Regions from separate parts of the Gossypium hirsutum genome. Here region 1 is linked to region 2. A link is a contact called in public Hi-C data. All regions are on one chromosome and are shown on one strand. Each heading gives the region's core, a stretch centred on a gene start, on an enhancer-like site or on the middle of the called end of the contact. The rest is flanking DNA. Distances are from core to core; before and after follow the strand shown.

Region 1 (4,132 bases), core at 1,603-4,102, 72 kb before region 2:
GTTAGTTATGATTTGATTACAGAAGACAGATAAGACAGCAGATAGCAGTAGGCACATAATGCTAGAGTAACGAAAACAAACAACAAAAGTTACCTGGTATGCCACTGCAAGAGATCGTAAACCCCGTTCGGCAAACTTATCAATGACCGCATGAACTCTTCTCTCAATGTCTGTCTTATTGTGTGCAAGATGTAAGATCTAGAAAGCATTTCAAAAGCAAGGGTTTAGGATGATATAAAAAAATTAAAAAAAGAAAAAAGAAAAAGAGGGAGCAAATTCAGGAATAAAGGAGGGAAGAACAAGCTACCTGCTCGGGTGCACCTTTACTAACTCTGTGCATTTTACCATCACTGTCAATATAGGTTAGAGCTGTTCTCTTATCAGTAGGATTGAATGGAAGGAAGTGTACTTCCCGAATGCCTGCACGTGCCTGTAAGAACCAAAAGAAGAAGATAAAAATACTCTGCAAGAAAACATAGTGGAAAAAATAATAAACCTGATAGATAAGAACATCACGGGATTAGACCAATTACCTCCTTTGGATCAGCCAGCATACCAACAATTGCAGAATCTATAGCATCTTGGTTCTCTGTTCTAGAGGCTCGGGCCGCCATCAGAACTACAGTGTCTGCATCTACTCCTTTGGCAAACACCTGATAAATCAACACAGACACAATTACAAACAATGAATTGCCTTCTGTGGAGAAAACATGCAGTTAGAATCAGATAACATCGATATCCAGCAGACCTCAATAAGATTTTTGTCAACTGTAAGTTTGTTCAGTGTCAGTGTTCCAGTCTTATCACTGCAAAGAACATCCATACCCGCCATTTCCTCAATTGCAGTCATTCTCTTCGTGATTGCCCCCTGTAGCAATAATAAACAAAACTTCAATGGATACCAAATACCTTGCACTGAGGTCAATTAAAAATATTCAAACAAATCCAACCAACCTGCTGGGATAGCCTATGAGAACCGATAGCCATGGTAACTGACAAAACTGTAGGCATGGCAATCGGGATCCCACCAATGAGAAGGACAAGAAGATTGTCAATTCCAGGACGGTAATCCCGGTCTTGAATTGGATACATCACAATTATCTCTATTACCATCCCCACTGCAATAGAACATATGCAGAAGTTTCCTATTGCTGTCAAGACCTTTTGGAAATGACCAACTTGGTTAGTGGTATCAACAAGGTGAGCCGCCTTCCCGAAGAAAGTATGGACACCGGTGGCAATAACCACAGCTTCGATCTCTCCTTGTTTGCAAGTAGAACCAGAGTAAATTCCATCACCAGGTCCTTTAGTTACAGGAAGGGACTCTCCCGTTAGTGCAGACTGCAAATACCAAAATTGCAGTCAGTACAAACAACTAAGATTTCAATAAATCAATATTAAGATGGTAAGCAAAGCAACAGTTATATTAAAACCTACCTGATCAATTTTAAGAGGATCACCCTCAAGTAATCGGGCATCAGCAGGAATAATATCACCTAGTTTGATACTTATTATGTCTCCAGGAACCAAAATAGCAGCATCTTGCTCGTTCCACCTTCCATCTCGAAGAACCTTTAATTAAGATTTCATTACCGATTAACAACGACAAAAAAACTCGAAAAAAATCATAAGAAAACTGCAGCCTTTAGCATAAAGCAGATACACAAAGCCCCTAACAAGAAACTCGAACAATACCTTTGCTTTAGGGGCAAGACGAGCCATTAGAGCGGCGGCTGCATTACCAGCATTATTTTCCTCGATAAAACTGATGGTGGAGTTGATGACAAGCAGAGTTATGATACCAACAAAGTCTTGCCAATCTGGTGGCTTTCCCTGCAATAGATAGAAGATAAATCATCAATAAGAACCCTGAAACAAAAAGATCTTGGAAATAATTTTGACATAGGACCAATTAAAAGAAGCACTCACTCCTCCATTTGCAAGAGCAATGGCCATGATAGCAGCAGCTTCCATAACCCATGAGAGAGGATTCCACATAAAGCCCAAAAACTTCAAGAATTTGCTCTCCTGGATGGTAAAGAGGCCTAAATCAGAACTCAGAAAACAGAAGGCATAGAAAAGTTAAAGGAATTGTAAAGATAAAAACAGTACCTTTTTCTCTTCAAGCTTGTTGTGTCCAAAAATGGTCAGCCTTTCTTCAGCAGCCTCAGTAGTGAGACCTTCTCTGCTACATCTCAGATTCTCAAAAACTTCTTCAATGGGTATATTTTCCTGTTATAAAAAAGACAATAACTCATAATATGAACCAAAAAAAAAACACTAGTGAACATGAAACATATCATAGTTCACAAGCAAAATCCATCAAAGTTTGGTCAGATCTATTTACCAAATCCACAGTTTCCTTCAATACAGCCTCCAAGACTTCATTTTTATCCCCCATTTTCTCTTGCTCTTAACTCAAGACTCCCAAAAAGATGAACTTTACCTCGCTGCAAAAAATAAGGAAAAGAAAAGAAGACATTACACAACTACCAAGAAAAGGAAAAAAGAAAAAGAAAAGTTGAAAGAAAAAAAATGATACCCAGTTTTCAAAAGGCTTGATCTTGAATTTAGATTACTGTTGAGGAACCAAAATGAGAACAGCCCAACAACTCCAAAACTACAACAAACCAGGAAAAAAGAAAAAGTCCAAACAGAGAAGAAGAAGAGGAACCGCTTAAAGAAGTAGTGGCAGTGTTGTTGTTGATAACTTTTTATACATGATTTTTATATACTATATCCAGTACTGCAGTAAGTAACAGTCCTATCATTTTCTATTAGTTGTTTCTCTTTCTTCTTTAGTTTTTTATATTTTATTTTTTACTTGAGAAAAAACATCCAAAAGCCACCTGACTGTAAATTTATACTACCATAAATGAATTATATTATATATCATTCTACTCTTTACTTTTTCTTTTCTAAATCAAGATATCAATGTGTGTCGCAATGACTACTTTTTTTCGCTGTTTTTGAAAAGTAAATAATTAAACCTTTAATCACATGAATAAGGAATAAAGAGCAACTATCATGTCACCTCTCATGGTTACACACATGCATCCGATATTATATTTGCTATATTATTATTTAAAATTCTTTAATGGTTGTAAAATTACAAAAATGTCATTTAACTATTTATCACCCATTTATTTTAGATTTTTTTGTGCTTTCATTTTTATATTAGTACTACTAATGTAGTTTACCTGAGAATACTTTTGTTTTTATATTTTTATATAATTTTAGATAAAAAAATATTACATATGATTTAAACTCAAAACAACATGATTTCCACTATCTCGACTTTATTATTTCGACCAAAGCAATATTTTATTTTTATATCAATTTCTTAAAATTTTATTACTTATATTTTTTCCACTAATATTGCTATAATTTACTCAAATTTAAACTCTTTAAAAATATATATCCACAGGATGTAAATATTTATGTAATAAATTTATAAAAATTGAAATAAAAGTTAAAAGGGTAAAGTTGAGATAGTGAGATTTTGATATTTTGGATTTAAATCTTACTCTTAAAATAGTATAGTTTATTTTGTAAAGTGAGATATTTTCATCTTTTTCTAACTAAATTTGTATCCAATTAACTTGTGACGTTCACTTAGTTGAAACATTCTTTACATACAAAATAACAAAATATATATTTATCTTTTTATATTTTTAAGAAAATAATACTATAATGTTAATTTAAACTTGAAACACATAAATTAATCATCTCAATTAATACTTCGCATGCATGCCGATAGAATCTTAACTCGATAGGCATGAGCAGTGTTGACAATGTAGGAGGACATGGGTTTGAATGCGCTGAAGTACATTATTTTCTTATTTATGGGTTGGGAAGAGACTACATTAAAAAGAACAAAAATGATGAAAACCCATAATAAAATTATTAAAAAGAAAATAGTTGGCATGGTTTTAGAAATGTAATGTTTGTTTAAAAGAACTAGGATGTTTTACCCTTTAGATTTGTCTGCTTTTGTTAACAATTTGTAGTCAATTTAATTAAAAATTAAGAAAACAGAAATTTATTAAAAACAACATTATGATAATACATTGTATATAAAATAATAGGAAGCTGAATTGGTGACAAAATAAAATTTACTATTTCAAAATGA
Region 2 (4,721 bases), core at 1,714-4,213:
GATATTTTTTTTCATTTCCACTGATACATCAGAAATGTTAAAAGGTTGAAGTTGAAGTTAACATAAATATGATATTAATATATTTTATATTTGTTTAAGTTTGGTTTAACTTAAAATATATTTAAATTTATTCATATTTGTAAATGGTTAAACCAAACACATTTTAAACCCGCGCCATATTATTTTTTTAATATTTTTGAAAAAAATATTTACGTTATTTTTAATTTAAGATTTAGTAATTTTATATATTTTCATTTATTAAAATTATATATATATAACTTAACATTTTTACAATGTTTACGTTATAGTATTATATATATTATTCTAAATTTAATTTTTATGTGTTATGAATTACATAATATATATAGAAATATATAATATAATAATTAAAATTTTAAAAAATAGGTCGGGATCGATATTTTAAAATAGACCTAATTTTTTGCTCAAATCTATTTTTGAAGTATAATATTTTTAAATAACTTAAGCTTTACGATGCACTAAATAATAGTCCTACTTTTAATATTAGTTTTAGACATTTTATTTTTATTAACTAAATAATAATTTGAGTTATATTCAATGGATGCAGCATCCAGGTTATGAAGAAGTTTTATTTAAATTATTGTCGTGAAAAGGATCAAAGAAATTGTGATATAAATTGAATTGAAGGTGTGGAGGAGAGAAGGCAGGTACTGAGATTGCTCCCTACCCTACCCTTACCATCCTTAGCTGGACCATTGCTTTTTACAACTTGTGGAGCTTATTGCACTACTGCTTCTTCAATCATATATATACTATTAATGCTTTTGATAAATACAGTATTATCCATATAAAAGAAATTCTAAATGAGGAATATAAGACAACAACACTATGGATGTAAAAGCCTTGATTTATTAGTGTAATAAAGTTATGAAAATATAGAAAATGCACGTTAGGTTTTCTGTATTACACTTGTAGCCTTTTATATATTGAATGTAACTAGGGCAGGTAGATAGGGGGTGTTATAATTTATTTTTTAATTTCCCTTATTAATAAAACAATAAGAAAGTACAATGAGTCTAGATAATATTCAGGAATACAAGGCCGATAGTGGCTTTGATGTTCTGGAAGCTCTCTACCATCTGCTCCTATTTAATCAATTAAATTCAGCTGAGTCGGTAATAAATAAATAAATAAATAAGCTGCTTCTATTTAATAATTAATTTTATTTCCAAATGCATTTTGACATATTTATAAGATTTACCAATCCAAGCACGCGTTACATCTATAAAGGATTTTTTCTATCATAAAATATTGTGATAGTGATCGCAAGATTAGATTTCGAGATAATAATGATGATGATAGATCATTTGAGATAAGGTTTTTCATGCATTATTGATGTGGTGAGAATTTTTGGTGGTTTATAACCGGAATTTGCTATTGGGATAGTCTACCTATGATAGGGTAAGAAACAATAATTGGTAGTTGATCGAGTTGATGCATCTCTAATACATTTTTTAACCTTCAAAGTGTTTTTATTGTTAGTTTGTCTTTCCCTTCTATCGAACTCTTGTAGGCATTTTTATTTGTCATTCTATACTATGTATCATGCCTACATATTACTGCTGTTTACGGTTTCTATAAATTAAAATATTATTTCATTAAAAAATAAAAAATATAAAAAGGAGATTTGAACTAAATTTAAATTTTTTTAAAAGAAAATACTATTATTAATAGGAACCATGAATAATAATAATGCAAAGACATGACACAAAGTACAAACAATAAATAAATCATTGCAAATTAATGCACAAATGTCATGTCTGCAAAGTAATCTAAAAAAAAAAAGACAATTTGACAGCAGCTGCAATACTGAAATAATTCAAAAACAAAATAATAGATTCATCAACTTGATCAAATTGCTGAAATTTGCATCCTAGCTTCACCATCATCAAATCAACTTGATGATAAACACCGATTGACCAAGAAAAAATTGCCTAAAGACCCAAGAAACCCACCGCATCAATGATGCACAAAAGACCAAGTCTTAGATGGCCTATTCTTCTCCTCATCATCTTGAATCTATCACCATCACTATGATCTATCATAATAAAGTCCTTCAAGAACGGTTCCTAATAGATCTAATAGCACCCTTATATTGACAAATCTCGCATATGTGCCAGAACATGACTAAAAATTAAAAGTAAAAATAAAATCGCATATGTTTTTAAAGAAAACATAGTGGACAAAACAAAACCACAAAAATTTTGTACAGAACAAAACTGCGAAACTATGAACAAAATAAAACTATGAAATTGTGGATAAAATCACGATAATATGGATTGAAATTAAAAAAAAAATACGAAAAAGGTATTGGAAAAACTACTACCAACAACCTAAAAAAGTTGAATGTAGAAAACGAAAAATACTAAAAAAACATAAAATAAGTAAATCTAATTTTTGAAATTGTGAAAGAGTTGTAATCATAATTAAATCTATATACATAATCATAATCTAATCAATTATTACATACACTAAATTGATAATTAACCCAAGAAATCAAAATAATCTCAAAATTTTCAAGGCCGAGTCCCAATCACAAACACAAATCAATTTAAGAGTTAAGATAGTTATAATACAAATATGATTTTACAAAATCAATTTTTTGTTATCTTCAATTAATTTGGTAAGTCGAGCTAGCTTTTCCACCAAATTATAAGAAAGAAAATTAAAGTTGATACTTATTACATAATTATAGATGTGTAAATTAAATAATATCATTTCAATAAAATTGTTAAAAGATAATTTTATTTCACTGACAAGTATATATTAAATATAAATCTGAAAAATTATTAAGCAATAAAATGTGAAAACAATAATGGATGATGGGTTTGTTTTATGTTATAGGGTCATAAAGCATCTGTATGCACTGCAACTTGTCCATTGACAAGTCCATATCTTGAACCTTGCCCACCCCCACAATGAGAAAAAAAAATGACATCATGGAGTGAAGCATGAAATTAAATGCTAGCCTACACACCCACATGTAATGCTAGGGCTTTCCATGATGGATAGAATATTGTAAATTGAGCTTTTCCCAACCACAAATTCCAAGAACCTATAGAATATTGTAACATCCTTGGATAAATTTTGAGGGTTTTCCAATAATTTCAAATATAAATAATAAAATCTCTTTTATAAAAATTAAGATATCCATTGTTATTTTTTAGAAAAAGAAAGAAAGAAAGAAAATTAACATTAATGAAAATACCTTAAACAGCACAATAATATATTCGAACACACAGGCCAAAAGAAGAAAAAAGATAAAAAGCAGGCTGAGGTTTGGGCAAGATAGCATTGCCAACAAAAAAGCATTGCTTTTTGGGAGGGTGGAAAATCCCAACATGAACGACCTTTTCCTTCAATTATTTCCTTTACTTTTTCAACCACTTTAATCGATCGTTGGGAGAAAAAAAATAAAAAGAAAGAAAAACACCCCAATCTCCTAATTCTAAATGCACTCAACCCACTTCCAATACATTTATTCCAAGACAACCCCATGTTATCCGAACCATCGTTTTGTGATTGCATCCTTTGCTACAAACTCCTTACTCCAACCATCTAACTCATGGATTCGTCTAAGCACGAGTTATTTCTAAGTCTATTTAGAATAGGATTTAAGTTATTGTCTCCCTTTTATCATCTAATTTTCATATCTTTTCAAGTTTTTTTATACAATATTAAGAGTAGGGAATAGGGGTAACACGATTCAAACCCATGCAAACAGGTGCTTCCTTTTAAGTTAAGACTTTCAAGTTTGAGTTAGACCAACATATATTTCATAAAATTTAATTGAAAAGGATTTTGAGTTCAAATCAAGGTAGTTATTATTGTACCTGTGGCCGTACCGTTTTTGTCTTAGTACTAGTACATATCTATACCCGCTTGTTTCGATATAAATGTTTTTAATTATTTTCTCGCATATTCATATTTATAGTCTAATTTTTAGTTTCTTGATAAATTATATATAAATTTCAATATTTTATATATAGTTATAGTCTAATTTTTATTTCTCATAAATTATGTTATTTTGATTAAAAAATAAATTATATATTATATTAACATGCAAATATATCTCAATTATATCCATATATATTTATATCTAAATGTAAGTTTTAAATTGATTAATTGGGTTGAATAATTCAATTTAATAACTTTTCATTTTCCATTTTAAATGTAATTTTGGAAAATGAAAATGGTTAAAATAAAATTTTTAAAAATTAGTTTAAAATGCTAAAATTTTGTATCAACCGGTACAAACTGATATTAATCGAAACGGATTGAGATACATTGAAATGACCGAAACATACCAAAATTTTAACTGAAACAGAACATAGACGATTTGCTACTGATTTAGAACTGAGACAATACGTATTAATGAATCCACACAATTCTGATATGATACCAATTACCATGTTTCAAATGGATTCTAACATTTTTCTTTTTTCGAATTTCGGCGAAATTTTCTTACTATTTTGAGTAGGATGCAAATATACATATATACATTAAAAAATAAATCAATATAATAATAACTTTAATTAAAAGAAAATTATCCACTTATAAAATATCTTTAGTTTTTGCTTATAAAATTGCATAATGAGGTAGTTTAAATGGAAAAGAAAAGCAATATGGACATAAAATGTTCTACCATAAAAATTATATTTATTATGGGATTAATATTTTGA

The links. Hi-C and Micro-C count contacts between places; a contact is called where the count stands out from the background.
Region 1: a contact with region 2 is called in a Hi-C map of leaf, with 4 times the contacts expected there. The contact joins the promoter of LOC107950097 here to the enhancer-like site in region 2. A contact is called at or near these places in 5 of 34 Hi-C or Micro-C datasets (leaf and seedling).

The regions. Positions count from the first base shown.
Region 1 is chrD03:37,492,775-37,496,906 of Gossypium_hirsutum_v2.1, reverse strand. LOC107950097 (ATPase 11, plasma membrane-type) reads right to left here and starts at 2,852. Exons shown (of 21, transcript XM_041090056.1): 1 at 2,543-2,852; 2 at 2,348-2,450; 3 at 2,113-2,232; 4 at 1,930-2,028; 5 at 1,696-1,833; 6 at 1,438-1,572; 7 at 955-1,341; 8 at 749-868; 9 at 534-653; 10 at 308-430; 11 at 94-198. The coding sequence starts at 2,401.
Region 2 is chrD03:37,420,368-37,425,088 of Gossypium_hirsutum_v2.1, reverse strand. No RefSeq gene overlaps it. Among protein-coding and RNA genes, the nearest start is that of LOC107950098, 17 kb to the right of the region's middle. Within about 2 kb of position 2,963, at least 4 of the 9 cell types and tissues checked have an H3K27ac peak or open chromatin away from gene starts, as enhancers often do. A contact at or near this core is called in leaf, where this site is marked.